Linked DNA regions of Mus musculus: regions 1, 2, 3, 4, 6 and 7 are each linked to region 5. A link is a contact called in public HiChIP or PLAC-seq and promoter capture Hi-C data. All regions are on one chromosome and are shown on one strand. Each heading gives the region's core, a stretch centred on a gene start, on an enhancer-like site or on the middle of the called end of the contact. The rest is flanking DNA. Distances are from core to core; before and after follow the strand shown. Region 1 holds the start of Peli2 (pellino 2). Region 2 overlaps Tmem260 (transmembrane protein 260). Region 3 holds the start of 4930572G02Rik (a long non-coding RNA gene). Region 4 overlaps Tmem260 (transmembrane protein 260). Region 5 holds the start of Atg14 (autophagy related 14). Region 6 holds the start of Cdkn3 (cyclin-dependent kinase inhibitor 3). Region 7 holds the start of Cgrrf1 (cell growth regulator with ring finger domain 1).

Region 1 (2,700 bases), core at 20-2,519, 550 kb after region 5:
AATAAGCCGGATAGCTAGTTGTCTTTAGTCTAAGAATAGACTTTCTGTAATTAGCGGAAATAAGGTAATCGTCTAATAAAGTTTATTTTTGGCTCATCAATAGTGTGGCTTTTGTTATTCTGGAGTAATTTATCTCCAAAGCCTCAATTAAAAGAAGAAAAGCCAGTTACTAACTGAAGTAAAATTACAGAAAGCATCATGTCACTACAGTAATAGCCTGTCAGAGAGCGATACATGCACGGCGCTGAGCAGTAGAATGGAAGGTTACTCATGCAATTATTTCTTTTTTAACTCCTTACTTAGAGTCATAGCCTAAACGTGTGTGTATGTGTGTGTGTGTGTGTGTGTGTGTGTGTGTGTGTGTGCGCGCGCGCGCGCGCGCGGGCACACACACACACACACTCTCGATGTTTATACATTGGGTAGCTTTTGCAGTATTTATTTCTTTAAATATTTAACAGTCTGGAAAGGCAGTGACAGGCAATAATATGTAGCGTCTCTAGCATGTTGCAAGGGCTTAATAAATGCTAGAATAATAAATTCCTCTATGATGAAAAACAGCAGTCAGTAAAACTATCACAGCCTACAATATTTTAAAGACACAGCACCATAAGAAAGCATAAAATACAAACAGTGCCTTGATTAATCCATGGAAATAAAGGAACATTTGTCTTCATTTAAAAAAAAAAAATCCACCTAGGTAATTTCCTTTTAAATTCCCCAGGGGGTTGAAAGAAGGGACAGAGATGTGAATAAGGGATTAAAAGTAACTTTTAACTTTTCTTTTTCCCCTTTCCCTCTCCTCCCTCCATCTCTCTCTCTCTTTTCTCACCCCCCCCCCACGTTCTTTCTCCTTTCTCTTGATACATGAAATGGTGGGGAGCCCTTCAATTAGCGCCCCCCCCATGGGCAGATTCTTTCTCTTTTTAAGCCCCCCTCTCAAGGGCTTGGCTTTGAAAGCAGACACCCCCAGATCAGTGCGCTCAGCATGGTGAGCTCGGAGGTGGGGGGTGGGCAGTATGCTTGGCTTTCACGCAAGCGGGGTCCGGATCCCCGGGCTGAGGACGAAGACCCCCACGCTCCAACTTTTCGGAGGAAGAGAGGAGAAAAACAGAGCTGCCCCTTTAAGGGCTTGCCTTCCCCTTTACTCTATGTTTACATAACACGGGGCGCTCGCGGGCCGCGGGGGCTGGCGGGCGGGCGGGCGGGGGCCGCGGGAGCGCGGAGACGCGGGCGGCGGCGCGGCCGTCCCACCTGCCCAGCCCGCTCAGCCCCCCGGCGGCGCGCGCTCCTCCTCCCGCGGGGCTCTGGTCGCCGCTCGCTTTCCGTGCCGGGTCCCGCTCGTAGCGGCCAACGTACGGATAGCTCCGGGGAAGCCGGCGGGCGACGCGCACAGCCACGACGGAGCAGCCGCGGGACTGGCCGCCCAGCGCCCCGTTCGCCGCCGTGCCGTTCCCCGGCGCGCTCACCCCGTTTTCGGGATGGGAGTGTAGTGGCGGCGCGGACTCGGCGGGGATCGCGGCGGAGGCGGCAGCGGCGGCGGCCGAGCGCGGCTCCATGTTTTCCCCGGGCCAGGAGGAACCCAGCGCCCCCAACAAGGAGCCGGTGAAATACGGGGAGCTGGTGGTCCTGGGGTGAGTTGGGGACGCGGGCGGCGGGGCGTCGCGGAGGGAGAGGGATGCGCTCCTGAGGGCCCGGGTCCCCGGGGTGCTCGTTGCCGCGGCCCGGAGGGCGCTCCTGCACCACGCGGGGTCGCTCGGTGAAGCCCGGAGCCAGTGGCTACTGGGGACTTCTCTTTCCCGACGACCGCGAACGCGGAGCCCTGTCTCCGAGCCCAGAGCCCAGTCCGCGGGGGTTACGCATTGTTCCAGTCTGTGACCCGGGCCGCTGGTTGGCCTCCGCTTTTTGCGCCGGGAGTGAGCTCGGCCGAGGGCCTGGACCGGGTCCTGGTTTTCCCGGGTCCTCTCAACAACGGTTCCCGGATCTCCCGGGTTTCCATTCTCGAGTCTCCGCACCCCTTGATCTCCTTACCCCTCGGGCTCCTGCACCCCTCGGGCCCCGGCCTTGCCGATGCCCTGCCAGCGGCGGGGAGCTCGCCACCCTGCCCTCCTCGGCTCCCACTCCGCTGGTGAAAATCACATTTTGAAGATAGTAATTATCTACAATCGTTAAAACGGCAGCAATTAGAGACTTCATCTACTTCCTGAGTTTCCGTGTGACATTTTCTATTGTTTACCCTTAATAAACCAGGAGGGAGGCTTCGCAGGATTAAAGCAGGGTAAAGTGGGCAATGAAAAGGGTGTGGGTGGGGGGAGGTGGAAAGTGCAGGAAACTCTTGGAGCTGGAGCAACTTGGGTAGTGCTGCAGGGAAAGGATTGGTTTCCCTTTGGATGTGCCGCTCCAGGGAACCCGCGCTTTTGTCCTCTGTTGAAAGATCTGTATTCAGACCCACGCGGGTGTTGATGGGTGGGCTTAGAGGCACGCGAGGAAGCCCCCCTCCTCACCCCTAAGCAGAGGCTCTGGGAACTTTGAGAAACGTGTTTTGATTACTACCTTGAAGTAAGTGCCGACTTAATTTTTTTTTAAAGACTCATCTAAAGTTTCCTAGCCTTCAGTTTGTTGCAAGCCTTTCTGTGTGTGTGTGTGGGGGGGGGAAGGTAGTACTGGAAAGATCACTGCTTATTTGGAAGCTCAGCAGAT
Region 2 (2,700 bases), core at 137-2,636, 940 kb after region 5:
AATAAATTGCCCCCGTTATCTGATTTTTTAAATTATGCGTTATTGAGCCTCTTCTGCTCTTGCAGAAGACCCAGCTTTGGTTCCCAGCACCCACTTGTGGTGGCTTCATAACCACCTATAAGTCTAGCTCCAGCAAGCCAACATCTTCTTCTGCCTTCTACAGCCACCTGCACGCCTATGTACATACTCCCACACACAATTAAATATAAGTATTTTACATTACTGGATTATCTATATTAGATAGCCTATTGTTTATAGTTCAGGTGCAAGAAGAGCGATCACGTTAACAGGCTCTAGGAAAGGTTTGGAGCCGGTGAGAAACACCACCACAGTGCTGACCACAGCAGAGCTTGCTGACTCACCAGTATTCATCAGAGAAGCTGGAATATTACAGCTAGCTGGCTGTGGTGGCACATGCCTAAAGTCCCAGCACCCAGGAGGCAGAGTCACCAGGATCTGAGTTCAAGACCAATCTGATCTACATAGTGAGACCCTTTCTCAAAAAAATAAAAAAATTACATTTTCTTCAGATAGCCACGTGCACACACACACACACACACACACACACACACACACACACACACACACATTGTTCCTTAGCACCATTCTCTCTAAACAGATACTTGATAAGAAATTTTAACTATAATTTTTTAAAATTTTATTATACATTTTTATTATAAAACTCTGCCTAGCAGTTGTTTGGCTGGAATTCTTCAAGCAGCCCATAGCCCAGCAGGGGTTAAGTGAAGCCCTGTGCCTCAGGAACAGCTGCCCACTGCCTGCAGCCTCTTCCCCTCTGTCCTCTGCCCCTTGAGGCAGCTACTAAAATGCAAAGCTTTGGTGTGGCTATCATCAATGCATCCAGAGCCAGCCTCTTCTAGTGCTTATAACACTATAAAGCAGGCATTGTGTGTCATGCTGTAATGTAAGCGACGAAGGAAACTGTTTTTCTTTTAACTACAGATTTGGTCCATCTTCTTGGGAATCGGTGGCCAATGAGGAGATGTGGCAAGCAAGGTGAGTGATCTACATTTTATTATTTGCAGCCTGTTTTTTAATATGTGAAGGAATAGCCCATGGTACTTTTTGTTCTGGGACTGTGGATGAGTGGGAATAAAAATAACTTCAGAACAGCTATTTGGTTCAAGACATTGTATTACTATGCATGTGTAATACATAGTAATATTAATAATCTTCATAATAACCTGTGAAGCTCTGTTATCTCCATTTTATAAAAGAGCGAGGCAGACAGATTTCCAAGGGCCCGTAATGACAGTGATGGAGTCCAGAGCTCAGTGTAACCCCGAGGCATCCTGACTCCTGGGCTCTGTTCTGTAATTAGGCAATACAGCCATGGCTCCATTCGTGCTATGCCAGTTTGTCATTAACACACTCAGCTAATGCTTACAGAGGCCAGGCGGTGTGCCAGGCCAGAAGCTACACAGGACGGTGACAGTCCCTGCCCTCATGGAGCACAGTTTGTCACAGCAGACTACATGAAAAGACATCACCCGCTACTCACAGAGACTGCTCACAGAGAGAGGCACGCTGTTCCAGATGGATCACTTCTTGGTGGCACTGCTGCTTTTTCTTGGTCTCTGTCATTATTTTTGAATAATCAACCAACAGGAGCCGGCAAGATGGCTTCGAGGGTAAAGGCACTTGCTGCCAAGCCCAGTGACTTGAGTTGATCCTTGGAACCCACAGGTTCCATAAATTGTCCTCTAGTTACCATATTTAAGATACAGCTTGCAGACTCACACAGATGCAAAATAAATAAATGTAAAAAAATTAAAGTAAAATAAAACCAACACAAATCAAACTTTGGCCATTCATGCAAAACTCCTAGGCAATATAGAACAGGGTCTCTCACACATATGGAGTTCTTCCTTCTGCAAAAATATGTTGATGCCCAATCTATGCCAGAGATTATGTTCTGAGGATAGAGTTAGGATATAAATCATATATATATATATATATATGGATTTATTAAGAATTGCCAAGAAATATAGCTCCTTGGACAAGCAAGATGGCTCAACAGGTAAAGGTGCACTTGGCTCCAAATGTGTCAGCCTGAGTTCAAACCTCACTACTACATGGTAGCCAGAGAAAACTGATTCCTGCAAGTTGTCCTATGACTTCTACATTGTAGCATGTATAGCCCTGTGCCCCGCCCCCACACACACCCAAAATAAATAAATAAGAAAAAAAAAGTAATAAAAATCTTTTTAAAGAAAGAAACATAACTCCAATATAAAGATTGCAAAATATCTGTAGTGTAATTTGTATCAGAGAGCTTTTTGAAAAAGTTAGAAAGTGGCATAAAGTTGCCAGTCTAGTTACAGGGGCAAACAGATGCACTGAGGATCTGATCAAAAATTCTCTGCACAGTTGTTCATTGTGATTGAATCTGGGAAAGCAGAGTGACTTCATGTGAAAGAGGGAAGCAGGACACTACCTGCGCAGGCGCTGATTTAACTGGTGTGCCGAATACCATTTGGATGTTTGGGTGCTCAGAATGTCTACCCAGTTTTTTATAGAACTGGTTGCCCATGACATAGCTGCCACCGGTGACAGGTACCTTCAGGGATGTACTGGCAAGCCCAGCAATGCTCCCTGTCTCAGACTGCTCTTCCATAACAGCAACGGGCACCTTCAGGGAACCACACAGTGATGAGCCTTTTCCCAAAACATTTTAGT
Region 3 (2,700 bases), core at 24-2,523, 990 kb after region 5:
TGTGTTCTAAGTGAAATTCGAAAGTCATCTACCTGCAGCTGTGTTTAAAGCCCAGAAGCACTCGCAGGCCAGCAAAATGCAGATGCAACGCAAAACCTAGCCAGTCAGCTAATAGACCCTGGAGGACTGGAACACAGAATGCACTCACTAAAGGAGATGAGGCAGTCACAAGGAAATGATAGAAATCGAGGAGACAGAAAGCAAGAGAGGGACTGTCAGATCCTGAGCGGGATTCCTCCATGAAGCAGAGGAGGCGACAATACCTGATGTCAATGAAGAGGCCAGGAGAGCTGGGTAGTCACAGAAGGGCCAAAAGATAACATGAGAGAGGTGGAGGCCAGGGCCCAAGGCAGGGGCCAATGCTCTCCAAATCTGACCTGGCTTCCATGTCCTTCTCTGCCTCCCTGCCTTCTCTCCCAGGTCCCTGCAGTGTGGGTGTTCAGACACACGTGTTCCCTTCCTGTGACTGAGGAAGAAGATGGGTGGAGCAATGCCCTCTGCTGGAGCGATGCCTCATACTGCGTGGACAGATGTGTGTGGGTGACCTAGCTGCCTGCCTTTTGTTCTCCGGTCTCTCACCCTGTTATTTCTTCAACTCCCAACCACCGCACAGTTTTTTGTACTCATGCGGCATTCTTAACCTCTGACTTGAGTTTTGAGTGGTGTGGAAAACAAAGGAAGAAGTGGGAGGTGGTGATGGTCTGTGACATCACGGCCTCATTCTGATCTCACAATCTCATAGTTACAGGACATTTCCTCTACCCTCCCTGCCTGGTATTTGAAAAACTGAAATCACCTCTACTTAGTGGGTTGGAGAATGAAAATGAGATGGAGTTGCTTTGTAAAGTGTCCGGCCTGTTCTGCGTGTGCCAGGAAAGGTTGTTCCTAGCTGGGCATGGTGGTGCACGCCTTTAATCCCAGCACTTGGGAGGCAGAGGCAGGTGGATTTCTGAGTTCGAGGCCAGCATGGTCTACAGAGTGAGTGCCAGGACAGCCAGGGCTACCCCCCCCCCAAAAAAAAAAAAAAAAAAAAAAAAAAAGAAAGGTTGTTCCTCTAAGACAGGTCTCGTCCCTGACAATGGCCTTGCTGGAACTTCCTTGCTTTTAGGGGCAGAGAATGGGTCTTCCTGTAATGATTCATGGTGTGATAACCTAATGTGTGAAGAAGGGCAAGCTTGGAGTGCTGTGACAGATTCAAATGATGACACTCAATGCTCAGTGAATGAAGACACAGATGGGGGTGGGGGTGGGGAAGTGGGGGCGGGGGCGTGTTGTAAGAAAGCCTCAAAGTGCAGCAGGCTTGGTTTCTGTCGAAGCTGCCTGAATGGTGTGTGCAGGTGGGTTTGCTCTTTGCTCCTGTACTTCCTTTAGAAAACAAAACAAAACAAAAATTTTCTTATCTATCTATATCTATCTATCTATGTTTCAAGACAGGGTTTCTGGGTGTAGCATTGGCTGTCCTAGAACTAGCTCTGTAGACCAGGTTGGCCTCAAACTCACCCACCTGCGTCTGCTGGGATTAAAGGCATACACCATCACCCCCCAGCTAAAAACCCTGTATCTTGCTTTTTTTTTTTTAAGTATCTTTAGTTCCAAATTTCCTTAGTTTTCCCAGCATCCACCCCCCACTCCCACCCACCCCCTTGTGAGTGTTTTAATGATTATGCATGAACCCTCCTACTTCATGGGCTCCCCCTCTGTGATGGTTTGTATATTCTTGGACCAGGGAGTGGCACCATTTGGAGGTGTGGCCTTGTTGGAATAGGTGTGACCTGGTTGGAGTATGTGTGCCACTGTGGGTGTGGGCTTAAGACTCTCACCCCAGTTGCCTGGGAAGTCAGTCTTCCACTAGCAGCCTTTGGATGAAGATGTAGAACTCTCAGCTCTGCCTGCGCCATGCCTGACTGGATACTGCCATGCTTCCACCTTGATGATAATGGACTGAACATCTGAACCTGTAAGCCAGCCCCAATTAAATGTTGGTTTTTTGACTTGCCTTGGTCATGGTGTCTGTTCACAGCAGTAAAACCCTAACTAAGACACCCTCCTTTCTTCCTTTCTTTCTCTAGAGCTTTCTACATTGTATAGAGGTGTTCCTCTCTGCCTGTGTGCGTTCCGTGAGTGCTCAGGGAAAATCTGGGCACCACATAAGTCGGAGGATATGCTACCAAGATCAAGGTTGTGTTGTTTCTCACCCAGAAGCCTTAACCGTGTGCTTGGGGTGGGCTTCCTCCCAGAAGTGATTGTGAGGATGTAGAGACCAGTTCACCCAGGCAAGGTAGCTGTAATCCCAGCATTCAGGCGGCTGGGACAAGAGGACTCTGAGTCTGAGACCAGCCTGAATTACAGACTTAGTTCCATATTAGCCCCAGCTACAAATCAAAACCTGCCTCAGAAATCTGCTGGCCTCTGAACTCGCCCCAGAAAATGTGGGGATGTGGAGAGGGGAGCTCAACTTTGGTATGAGTTACCTAGATAAAAACTGGTATAAAGGACTGATTCAGAGTCTGTCAAACGGACCAGGACAATGGCGGGAGGGCGGAAAGAAAGAGAGAGATCGCCTGCTAGTCCTACTCTTTGTCACACTTCTGTATTTAGCAAATATTCACACAAAGGCAGGAGAGAGTGAATGTAAGTAAGGTGTAATAAGGAAAACCCATGTGTTAGGGTGTCCATCCCTGTGAAGAGACACCGTGACCA
Region 4 (2,700 bases), core at 87-2,586, 910 kb after region 5:
GCTGTTACTGATTCGTTAATGTTTTGTGTGTACCTTGCATACTTTTGTAATTTTTTAATATAGATTCCTAAGATACATACAGTTTTGTTGGTCTGTTTTCACTTTCCAGCAGATTTTGGAAATGTTTCTCTGCTGTAGTTCCTTTTCTCACAACTAGTTGAGCATGTTTCCTTTGATGTGTGACTCAGGCGTTTACAGCAGTGCCTTCTGTTCTCCTGTGGAGAAGTAGAGAAGGGGGAGTGGGAAGAGCCGGCTCCTCTGTAGACAGCCTTTGTCAGTGGCTCTGAGCTTTCCCGGCCTTCTGCTTCTTCCCAATGGAGAAAGACTCACTGCCCGCTCTTTACTGCCTACCGGGATTACTGTTCTATTTTCCCTCTGCGAGTCCCACATGAACGCCAAAGAATTTTCCAGAGTAACCTAGACCATACACCCAGCTTGCTTAGGTTGTGCATAAAAGTCATCTGTTGGGGAACTTCTATTAGATATGAGCTGCCAGGTGTTATATGTAGAAAAAAAGGTGACACAGGAGATGAACACTCACACCCACACCTGAACTGTGGATCATGCAGGTTGGAGACAGAACCCTCACACACGGAGCGAGATAATTTCTGCACTTAACTTGTTTCAGGTTGGTGGGTTGTTGTAAAGGAGATGCATAATTAACTTACAAGAAAAGCCTTCGAAACGATGGAACGTAATCACCTACCCTTTTCCAGTCAAGCAAAATAGGTCCTTCCCCCATGCATATCTGTAAATTGCAATTCTGTGTAGGGAAATTACTGAATCTAACCTTAGGCAATGGACATCTTTTAGAGTTTACATTTAAGCAGCAGATCTCTAGGAATTAATTCTGAGACTGACTTCATTTCTTTAGAAGAAACAGACCTCACACCAGAATCCAATTTTCATGTGTGTTTGTAAATGAGGAAGGCAGCTTCTCATAGCGGCCGGTGTCTCCATTAGTAAAATGCTCATTGTATGGCTGTGGTAATTACCGCATCGCATTTTCTCCAGGAAAACTGCCAGTAGGGAGAGTGAATTTTCCATCGTGTGTAGACCTATTTCTTTTCATAGAAATTAGTGTGCTGATTTTAGGACTCGGCCCTTGAAACTGCTTGTTGCTAATGGAAGAATTTAGCTCAGTTATACAGAATACGAAGAATACACTTCTTAAACGTTTTCCAAAACAAATAATATAGAAAAGAAAGAACCTGCTTAAGGAAGAAGAAAACACAGAAGGAATGACAAATCCTTCTCTTGGCCCTTTGTCCCTTCATAGCTGGATCTTCAGAAGAGAGTTTCATTTTTATTTCAGTTGCTAAATCTCCAGTGACAACCGAAACTGACCAAAGTTCAAAACCACTTCTCACCTGAGCCATTAGGAAGCTCTTACACGCTACCCTGTGTCGGTCCTAATCACGTGCTGAGAGCCAAATACGGTCAGAGAATGTCTTAGAACCATTGGACTTTTTCAGTGATGATTCTCAGCCCACTTCAACATTTGAAGGAAGAAAAATAATTTTAAAAAAATGACCATAGTCCTTAGAGAATCTCCATGTATAATTGAATGTATTACTGGTAAAATAATTTGTTTGAAGTTTACTGAACTTCTTTCATGCCAACAATAATGTACTTTGTTTTGTTTTTCAGTTCACAGGTAATAAATATGAAGACCGAACTTTCATTCAATATCCAAGCTCTTGCAGTTTGGGCAAATATATGTTTAGCTAGAAAGTGAGTGATACCCCCTTTGTTGCTACATTTCCCATGTTCTCTGTCGAATATGTGTTTTATATATCACTATAGAGTGCTGCCAGCATTGCCTTAGAGTGAGAATAAATGACCCCTATATTTTCTTTTCTCTCTTTCTTTGTTTCTCTCTCTCTCTCTCTCTTTCTTTCTTTCAACAGGGTTTCTCTATATAGCCCTGGCTATCCTGGAACTCACTTTGTAGACCAGGCTGGCCTCGAACTCAGAAATCTGCCTGCCTTTGCCTCTCAAGTGCTGGGATTAAAGGCGTGTGCCACCACGCCCGGCTCCCTGATCTTTTCTATTAAGACTATAGATACAGATTATAGATACAGCTGTGTGTATATATATATATATATATATATATATATATATATATATGTATATATATATATATATATATATATACTGTTTCTTGATGTCTTATTTGGTCTTATGATTACAAGTAAGTGACTTAAAAGATTTGAGCATCTCAAACCCTGGATTTGATCCATCCCTCTGCCCATAGCTGATACTAGTGTTGACTTTCAAAAGAAGCCTGCAGCTATATAATCCCTCCAATAAGTTTTAAAAAGAAAAAGCTTTCTTTTCAGGCATGGCACATGCCTGTAAGTCCAGTATATGGGCTGAGGCAGAACCACCATGAGTTTGAGGCCAGCTCACATAATAAAACCCTGTTTATTTTTTATTCATTTACTTTCTGTTCAGTTGAATGTATTTTTCATAAATTCATATATATATACATATATGTATGTATACATATATATGTATGTATATATGTAGATATATGGTTTGATTTGCTTAACAGTTAACATTATAAAACAATTGTAACATTTTCCCATATTAAAGAAAAAACAAAAAACAAAAACCCCTTAGGTTGTTTTAAATGTCTGTATAATATATTCCATTTTGTAATCATGGGGAGAATTAATTTATGTATCACTTGTGGTG
Region 5 (2,700 bases), core at 171-2,670:
TAAAACAAAACTGGTTTAACTTTTAGAGCTATAACGTACTAAAATCATCATGTGGATCCATAAAACAGCAATGAACTTAAAAAGATGCTGTTACACCAGTATTTTCAGAAGAAAAAGAAATGAGCCCCATTCACAGGAATAATGGGGATTAAAACACCCCCAAAATTTACATGTTACATAGCCTTGCAGTTAAATGCACCCGTATATGGATCCAGGATGTCTGGGTTTTAACTGTTTGGGGCCTTGGAACAAGGCATTTACTACGTACAAGTCTCCTCAAGTAATCGGCTGGCAATAACTTGCATGGGTTGTTGTAAAAAAATAAATGCTTCAAATTTAGGACTAAAAAATTGTTTTATCTGGACATAATAGCACACACACTTTTCCCAGCGCTCAGGAAGCAGAGGCAGAAGGATCTCTCCGAGTTCCAGGCAAGTCTTATTTATATAGTGAGTTCCAGGCCACCCAGAGAGAGCTACATAGTGAGACACTGTCTCAAACAAACATACTAAAAAGTTACCTATTTCGTTATTGTTGAAACAAACGTTAGGAGTAAAAGATTCTTCAGCTAAGCATTCAGTTTTCTAATATCTTAATTCAAAAGAAAGACAAAATATTTCCTTAAACGCAGTTCTTTTAACTAAGGACTTGCAACTCAAAAACACAGTCCAGTATCCCCAGTGACAAAATCAACTTTGGGATTACAGAAGGAAGTAACCTAGTCCTGGTCCTCGTTCACAAAGAGCTGTATCCACCTGTGACACAGACAACCAAGGTTCAAGCCCTCCTAACCAATTTAGTTCTCTGCGGATTCCTTCTGTAAAATGTATTTATGTCTGAAGACGGGAAAAGGTAAAACTACGCTTCTGAATGGGAGAACTAAGACTCCTCTACACAGACTTCTCCAGAAGGACTGTATTTCCTTTCCCCAAGTACCCAAGAGGACCCTAGAGAAACTCTGGTGGGTGGTGGGGAACAGCAACCTACGTTCACCTAGCACCCACCCCCACCCTGCCACTGGCAACAAAGCGCCAGCGCAAAGCAGCTCCATTCTCTTTTCCACACTCGCAGGGCTCCTGGGCCCGGCCTAGGGTGTCCAGCCTCCAGCCTCTGGTGGCTGGGCCAGAGGAATCAGAGAAGCAGAAACAATAGGGCCGTGGCGGCCGCCGTACCTCTCCCGGTCGCGGCCGTCGAAATAGACGAAATCACCGCTCTGGACGCACTTGGCGCAAGTCAACCGCCGGCGAGTGGTGTTGCACAGAGGACACCGCTCAACAGCCACGTAAAGGCCCTCGGCGTCGTCCACCGAGTCCACCAGGTCCCGTGCTAGCGCCCGCGGCCCAAAACCAGGAGCCTCGGGCGTCCAAGATCCCTTCCCACTGGGAGACGCCATGATGATCTGAGCTCAGGGCCAGTCACGTGGGATTTTGTTTTTATCCAGGTGCATCCTGGGCTCGGAGGCGGGGCCTGAAGGCCGGGGCGGGAAAGGGGGCGGTCCAGAGGTTGGGGCTGGAGCTCAGAGGCGGAGAATCTAGGAACCAGGGATCTTCTTGTCCTACTTCCCACACTCCTTGGCGGCTGCGCAGTTCAACCCTTGGAGTGGCGCCAAACGAAGCCTCTACGTTATGCAAAATACAGTAATAAGTGCCCAAGCATTCTCAGTGAAGGTGCGGGAACAGAACAAGGGATTTCATTTCATTCATTAAGGTTACTTTTAGGTTTTGGGCTAAAACTGCAAGGAGCAAGGTTGGGAGAGAGTTGGATCTCAAACTAACTGAAGTTTGACTCACCTTCCTTCTTAAAAGCTGTGGAATTTGAAGAAAATCTTTTAACGCCTCTGCCCGACTTTGTCTTGGTTGGGGATATACTTGCTATACCTCCATAACCAGAGAGGGTTGAGCAAAAACCTCCCATAGCAGGCTAACACTCCCGACATCAGTAAAAACAAACAAACAAACAAACAAACAAACTGAAGATGTAAATCAAAGATAAATGTGGGGTTTTTTTCTTTTCTTTTCTTTTTTTTTTTTTTTTTTGAGACAGGATAGCCCTGGCTGTCCTGGAACTCACTCTGTAGACCAGGCTGACCTCGAACTCAGAAATCTGCCTGCCTCTGCCTCCCAAGTGCTGGGCGCACGCCCGGCGATAAATGTTTTTGAAATCAGCTTTTAATGGATAGTGCTTCTACGTAGCCTCCATTTCCCTCGAGTTCCAGTCCTCCTGTGGCAGCCTCGTGAGCTAACAGATTTCAAGCGTGTAATCACAGAAATCTAGCTGTAAGCACAGCCAGAAAACTGAGTTCTATTGGCTTCTGTCCTTCCCTCTCCTCTGGGTCATGTTCTAAGAGAATTTGAACTCGATAGTTAGGATTTCCTCCTAAGATTCTTCAGAAAGGATTTTCTCTTAGCGCGGGTCGCTTGCGTGTAGCAGCAGCCGCTCCGGTCACCGTCACGAGGGGCGGGCAGCGGCGGGGTCGACAGCTAGTGGGGTGCAGCGCTCGCCAGTGGTCGCGATGAGTTTACCCCTCAATCCCAAGACTTCTCTCAATGGACTGACAGGAAAGCCAGTGATGGTGAAACTTAAGTGGGGCATGGAGTACCTGGTCTCCATGGATGGCTACATGAACATGCAGCTTGCAAATACAGAAGAGTACATAGATGGGGAGCTGTCTGAACATCTAGGTGAAGTTCTAAAAAGGTG
Region 6 (2,700 bases), core at 192-2,691, 810 kb before region 5:
TGAATTCCTATCTTGACTTCCTTCAATAATGAACAGCAATGTGCAAGTGTAAGCTAAATTAACCCTTTCTTCCCCCACTTGCTTTTTGGTCATGGTGTTTCGTTGCAGCAAGAGAAACCCTAACTAAGACATGCATTGACCTGGCTAAGCCAGGTGCTCAGATATTTAGAAAAACACTATTGTGAATATTAGGGGATGTAATTTACATTTAAGTTGGTAGACTTTGGGTAAAGCAGATTGTCTTCCAAGTTGGAAGCCTGGATATTACAAAAGCTAAGATTCTCTTAACACAAGGAGGATTCTTTAGCTTATGGTTTTCACAGTTAATTTACAGCACAGACTCTTCCTGGCCCCCACAACACTCTGCCTTTGAACTTGAACTTTGATCTGATCTTCTGAGTCAACAGCCACTAACCTCTCACTAGATTTTGAACTCACCAGCATTCCGAAGTCATTTCTTTTACACACACACACACACACACACACACACACACACACACACACACACAACTTCTATTTCTCCGAAGGATCGTGACTAATGCTATTTCTAAGTCAAATCGTGCTGTCTTCTTTCCCTAACTACTAGCCCTGTGCCCACTGACTTTGACATAAGGGTAAAAGAGGAAACTTCTGCTTTTCTCAAATTCCATGATACTATTGCTCCAGGTGACTTTCTTTCCCAAAGCCAGCTAAATGAAGACTGAAAATGGAAGGTGGGGGGGGGGGGGCAGGGGAGTTAATGGAGAGAAGATTCACCAATAAAGAGCGTGTCCTCTCAGAGAGGACCCTAGTTCAGTTCCTTGCGCCCATGTAGCAGGCTCAGAACAGTCTTATATTGGCGCTGATTAAGCCTGACAAGGTCGACCCCACCCCCAACCCCCATATCATTTTATCTCCTTTTCATACAATATTAGCACATTCCTACTTGGTGAACAGGAAGACTGATCTACACATTAACTTATGTACATCCTGGAACATCCAGAACATACAGAACATCCAATGTCAAGTATGCCTATGCTCTTTATTTAGTATTCTCCAAAGTATCTACATGACTAGATATGACAGCAATGTCAGTTTTCCCAGGGACACCTCCTATGCAAGGCTCTCCTCCACCAATTACCACGCCCTGAAAGTTAAAACAATTTAAAAGAAAATGCTCCCTATCCTGGTATCATTCAGAAATTAAGTCCAGAAAGTCTCCAAAGCGCTGGACTTGTGAGGAACCACTTCGCCTCGCTCCGCCTCTCGCCACGTCCACGCCCTCAACTGGCGGAGGGGCGGAGCCCTCCAAGCCAATCCCCTTTCTTCCGGGCCCTCCTTCCGCGCGTCTTTCAAAGACTTCCTCTGAACCAATGAGTAGTCAGAGGCTGAGCAAGGCCCCGGAGTAAGAAACAGAGCGAGGATATGATTGGTTTCTGGAACGCCCCGCGCCACCTCCTACGTGGGCGGACCAATGGACTGACGGGGGCGGGCTCTTCGCGGGCGGTGTCCTAAAGGCTGCGAGGGCGGCGGCACTGGTTACGGCGAGTGGCGACCCGCGATGAAGCCGGTGAGTGGGGCTGTCCGGGACCCGAAGGATCCTCGCCACGGGGCCAGACGCTGGACCGCCTCGGCTGCGTTGCTGGGCGGCCAGCGGTGCGATTCGCACAGTAACCGCCCTGCGCGTCGGGGAGGCTGAGTGGCAGATCTGTGGCACTGCGGTTCGCTGCCCACCTGAGGGGCCTCACGACGACCCTGCCAGAGAGGGCCAAGCCATTCAGCTTGACAGCTCAGATGCAGAGGCTGTCACGGCCGGGGTTGTGGGTGGCTTGATGCCTCAGATGCAGAGGCTGTAACGACCCCGTTTGTGAGTGACATCACGATAGCCACCCTCCCTCAGAAAGCTCAGGGCACTGCGTCTTGTTTCCTGCAGGTCAGAATCCCTGGGCCTGAGGAAGGCAGGGACGTCTAAGCCTGTTAGCATTTATCCACAGCAGGCTGAGAGGGGTGGAGTGAAAAGTCACACAAGCTTAAAATCTGGTTTTATAGGAGAAAGAAAAGGGGTCTTAGCCATGACTTGGAAGCCCCACCTGACATATCGTTTCTACCTCATAGCTGACACTCCACTTAAAGGCTTCATTTGGGTTCCGTTGTGTTTTATACCAAAGAGCAATCCAAAGAAACCGCAATCTATAATTTCAGCCAGTTATCACCTGTTCCTCCAGCAAGACCTTTCTAGAAGAGCTTGAAAGCCAAGCAGTCAGGTGGTTACTCTTGCAAGTCTTGTGTCCACTGTGTCAGCTGCCTACCGACTGCATTGTTGCCAGAGGAAGAGTGAGCTATCTGACCTCTGGTATAGAGGAACTGAACACACGTAGAGCTCGCTATTTCCTCCTCTCTTGAGATCTACCTCCTCTGGCAAGCACAAGTGAGTCCTCTGTAGTCCACTGCTGCCTGGGAAGGGGTAGATCTGGATGGATGTGGGAATCACACAGCCGCAGTCTACTTTCTCCTTTTGACATTCTTTAAAACTAATATTTTTGTATACACGTGTTGTTCAAATGTCTGATCTCAGATGGTTCCAATTAGGGAGTGGAAAGGGTTTTTTGTTTGTTTGTTTGTTTGTTTTTGTTTTTGTTTTAGAAAGGGGATGAGCAGTGTCCACTGGCTTTGTCTCTTCTGGGTCATCTCTACTGAATACACAATCCTCCACCCTTCCAC
Region 7 (2,700 bases), core at 113-2,612, 740 kb before region 5:
GCCCATGCTTGCAGAGGTCTGAAGACAACTGTATTCTCCTTTTACCACGTGGTTCCAGAAGGTTCCAGTTAGGTTGTCAGGCCTGGTAGCAAGTGCCTTTAGCCATCTTGTTGGCTTACATCTTACATCTCTTTACTGTAGGTTCAGTGGGGGTTGAGTGGGGACAAAGTCATTCCTATGTATTTAATGTTACTTTACCTGCAACTTATGTTTTTGTTTCACGATAAACATCCCTTTTCGTTTTACTGTAATAAAATTGCCTTCAGATTGGCTACCTGCAATGGTGTGATTGCATCTAACACAGTATTTCTAGACTCTAGTCTCTAAAAAAAATTAAATATACATAAAGTCCTACCTCCATGATTTAGCCTAAGTAAGTAAATTAGCTTTATGGATACTCACTGCAGTGCTTGATGTGGTAGTAAAAAACATTCCAACAACCAAGCATAGCTTAAATAAACATACTTTTACAATTCAATATCTACTAATGAGAAAATTTACATAGAAACAAGCTTAAATAGCAGTACTCCAGAAAACACAAGGCTATTTGGTCAAGGTCACTGGACGAAGCTAACTCTTCTTTTTGAAGCACACATTTCCTGGTGACTTGAGAGCATGGCATGAAACCTTTCCTTAAGCGTCCTAATGTCCACTCTCCCCTTCTTCCTCAGTAACAGGATCGGATTTGTGATGGGAGGTGTTTCTCCTGTTTATGCTGTAACTAGGGATCACATTAGGGCTTAAGTAAAAGAAATATAAAAGTGGTTTTAGGAGAAACTTCCGGGAGGCTTCTTTGAGGCACTGATGACAAGAGTGAGGAAAGGAAGCAGACATTAAGCTACTTCCTGTACTAAGATCTCCTAATAAACAAACAAAAATTAGTTACTAAAACCTTCAAAGATCTGGCTAATTCTAATTGGAGAAGAAAAAAGAGGGCCGAGGGAGTACGTATGCCGATTTTCCTTTGAATAAACTTACTTTGCAAAGGTTGATAAGGTTACAAAAAATCGCTCGCGGTAGTGACCTCTTTTCGGGTTTTCCGCGACAATCCGCAAATCGAGACCATTCCTTTCGTAGACCATTCCGTCGCGCCGATGCCGGCCCTTGTCCCATTCCCAAATTTGTCTAGGGTTTGCAGGGTTTCCAGGATACCTCGTGTATCTGAGGATCTGCATTAACTTAAATTTTGGCCCCAGATGTCAGTTAGGAATTTGAGAACAGAGCCCGGCTGGCGGAATTCTCTCAGGCCACCAATCCTGGGCGCAGGGCAGGGCGGAGCTGGTCCCTCCCTGTTACGTAGCCAGTAGTCGGGACCAGACGAGGGAGGGGCGTGGCATACCTGCTATCAACCTTGTGATTGGCATTCCGTCTCCAGTGGCCGCGGCTGTCAGCTGCCCAGAAGCCTGGGCGAGTGAGGACCTACAAAGTTTGTCCGCTCCGGGGCGCCATACCGGCTCGGGTCCGGGCCAGCCGGGCTGGGCTGGGCTGAGCCCAGGAGACCCCGATGGCCGCAGTGTTCCTGGTAACGCTCTATGAATACTCGCCGCTCTTCTACATAGCGGTGGTCTTCACCTGCTTCATCGTCACCACCGGCCTGGTATTAGGATGGTGAGTGTCCAGGGCTGGGAGTGGAGGGCGCGGGGACCGCCGGCCCGGTGTGGGGTCCGCGCAGAGGGTTCGGGTGACTCCGGGAGAGCGGTCACCGCCACCGAACACACTCGGCCCAGGCCAGGCTGCTGCCCCCGTGGGATGGGACCGCAGGGGAGAACTTGGTCCTGGTGCGGGGGTCAGAGTGCGTGTCCCGAAGGCTTTGTCCCGGGCCCCGGCCTACTTTGTGCCTAGCGGGGACCGGTCACCGGCCCCGCAGGCGCGCAGACCTGACCCAAAGGAGCTTGGCTGTTTATGACCCGAACTGACCCTTGCTTGGTCCCAGATCTTTCAGAGGAACTTTTACCCGAATTCTGTATCTACCGATTGCTAATTGAATGGCTTCTTGATGCAGTCTATTTTTTTGGAAGTGATCTTTAGTTAATAAGACGTTTTTAGAAAGGAGCGAGATTTTAGGAATAAGTTATTCTGTGGGGTGGAGGCATTTTGCTTCTAGGAGAGTTACATAACCCAGGAACAATTCTTTCAGTGTTGAGTCTCCGGTATCCCTCTTGAGGAGATGCAGTTTTATCATGTTTAGGCTTATAAAACACAGCTGGTTGAAACCACGGGACTAGCCTACAGCGGTTGCTCTCTAGACTGCAGCTTTCATAGCCCCTTGAAAAGATGGTGAACCCAAATGTATTGAACAGTGGCTCTAAATGAGCAAGAACCATGGCTGGAAGTGGACCGTACAGAAAAGGACATGAGCTGTTACAGTTGGGGAACGAGTTCTCTGAAAACTATGTGAGAACGGGAATGCATTTGCAAGAAGAACAAAGCAAACAGGTTTGAGACTGAAGCGGGCTTTGTAAATCAAGCTCAAAAATACCACTTGATTACATATTCATCGTTACTTTAAAGACTTTAACAGGTCCCGGTCCGTTTCTGATAATAGGATCTCCTTTTGGAAAAAAAGAACATGTTAATATTTCCACTTGACCCCGAGTTACAGCGTAAAACTCCCATGTTGTGGACAAGATAAGATGAAGTCCAGTCTTAAGTTGTTTTCTCTTTAAGACAGGTGGTTTCCCTGTAGCATAGTATGATTGC

The links. Promoter capture Hi-C pulls out the DNA fragments that hold promoters and counts their contacts. HiChIP or PLAC-seq counts read pairs in DNA pulled down with a chosen protein or histone mark. Capture Hi-C pulls out chosen DNA fragments and counts their contacts.
Region 1: a promoter capture Hi-C map of hippocampal neurons shows a contact between it and region 5, with 2.0 times the contacts expected there. The contact joins the promoter of Peli2 here to the promoter of Atg14 in region 5. A contact is called at or near these places in 5 of 39 promoter capture datasets (the 3T3-L1 cell line, hippocampal neurons, liver and 1 more), 4 of 484 Hi-C or Micro-C datasets (cerebral cortex, embryonic fibroblasts, liver and 1 more), 9 of 115 datasets of contacts at active chromatin or transcription factors (acute myeloid leukemia, bone marrow-derived macrophages, embryonic forebrain and 3 more) and 1 of 9 other capture datasets (adipose tissue).
Region 2: a promoter capture Hi-C map of liver shows a contact between it and region 5, with 2.8 times the contacts expected there. The contact joins the enhancer-like site here to the promoter of Atg14 in region 5. A contact is called at or near these places in 3 of 39 promoter capture datasets (hippocampal neurons, liver and stem cell-derived epiblast-like cells), 2 of 115 datasets of contacts at active chromatin or transcription factors (bone marrow-derived macrophages and microglia) and 1 of 9 other capture datasets (embryonic stem cells).
Region 3: an H3K27ac HiChIP or PLAC-seq map of embryonic stem cells shows a contact between it and region 5, with 2.1 times the contacts expected there. The contact joins the promoter of 4930572G02Rik here to the promoter of Atg14 in region 5. A contact is called at or near these places in 2 of 39 promoter capture datasets (hippocampal neurons and stem cell-derived epiblast-like cells) and 1 of 115 datasets of contacts at active chromatin or transcription factors (embryonic stem cells).
Region 4: a promoter capture Hi-C map of liver shows a contact between it and region 5, with 2.3 times the contacts expected there. The contact joins the enhancer-like site here to the promoter of Atg14 in region 5. A contact is called at or near these places in 6 of 39 promoter capture datasets (cranial neural crest, hippocampal neurons, liver and 2 more), 4 of 115 datasets of contacts at active chromatin or transcription factors (the 230-238 cell line, bone marrow-derived macrophages, large pre-B cells and 1 more) and 1 of 9 other capture datasets (adipose tissue).
Region 6: a contact with region 5 is called in a promoter capture Hi-C map of liver, with 4 times the contacts expected there. The contact joins the promoter of Cdkn3 here to the promoter of Atg14 in region 5. A contact is called at or near these places in 2 of 39 promoter capture datasets (hematopoietic stem and progenitor cells and neutrophils) and 1 of 9 other capture datasets (liver).
Region 7: a contact with region 5 is called in an H3K27ac HiChIP or PLAC-seq map of thymic regulatory T cells, with 5 times the contacts expected there. The contact joins the promoter of Cgrrf1 here to the promoter of Atg14 in region 5. A contact is called at or near these places in 1 of 39 promoter capture datasets (pre-B cells), 1 of 484 Hi-C or Micro-C datasets (forebrain) and 1 of 115 datasets of contacts at active chromatin or transcription factors (thymic regulatory T cells).

Annotation. Positions count from the first base shown.
Region 1 is chr14:48,119,600-48,122,299 of GRCm38.p6, forward strand. Peli2 (pellino 2) reads left to right here and starts at 1,270. Exons shown (of 6, transcript NM_033602.2): 1 at 1,270-1,634. The coding sequence starts at 1,558.
Region 2 is chr14:48,506,180-48,508,879 of GRCm38.p6, forward strand. Tmem260 (transmembrane protein 260) reads left to right here. Exons shown (of 16, transcript NM_172600.4): 14 at 964-1,017. Among named protein-coding and RNA genes, the nearest start is that of 4930572G02Rik, 53 kb to the right of the region's middle. Within about 2 kb of position 1,387, at least 5 of the 459 cell types and tissues checked have an H3K27ac peak or open chromatin away from gene starts, as enhancers often do. A contact at or near this core is called in liver, where this site is marked.
Region 3 is chr14:48,559,521-48,562,220 of GRCm38.p6, forward strand. 4930572G02Rik (a long non-coding RNA gene) reads left to right here and starts at 1,274. Exons shown (of 3, transcript XR_874606.2): 1 at 1,274-1,337. It also overlaps a transcript of Tmem260 not described here.
Region 4 is chr14:48,481,600-48,484,299 of GRCm38.p6, forward strand. It overlaps Tmem260 (transmembrane protein 260), which reads left to right. Exons shown (of 16, transcript NM_172600.4): 8 at 1,651-1,734. Among named protein-coding and RNA genes, the nearest start is that of Tmem260, 37 kb to the left of the region's middle. Within about 2 kb of position 1,337, at least 11 of the 459 cell types and tissues checked have an H3K27ac peak or open chromatin away from gene starts, as enhancers often do. A contact at or near this core is called in liver, where this site is marked.
Region 5 is chr14:47,567,014-47,569,713 of GRCm38.p6, forward strand. It overlaps Atg14 (autophagy related 14), which reads right to left and starts at 1,421. Exons shown (of 10, transcript NM_172599.4): 1 at 1,173-1,421. The coding sequence starts at 1,393. It also overlaps the pseudogene Gm6616.
Region 6 is chr14:46,759,100-46,761,799 of GRCm38.p6, forward strand. It overlaps Cdkn3 (cyclin-dependent kinase inhibitor 3), which reads left to right and starts at 1,442. Exons shown (of 8, transcript NM_001360041.1): 1 at 1,442-1,549. The coding sequence starts at 1,541.
Region 7 is chr14:46,830,772-46,833,471 of GRCm38.p6, forward strand. It overlaps Cgrrf1 (cell growth regulator with ring finger domain 1), which reads left to right and starts at 1,363. Exons shown (of 6, transcript NM_026832.4): 1 at 1,363-1,608. The coding sequence starts at 1,505.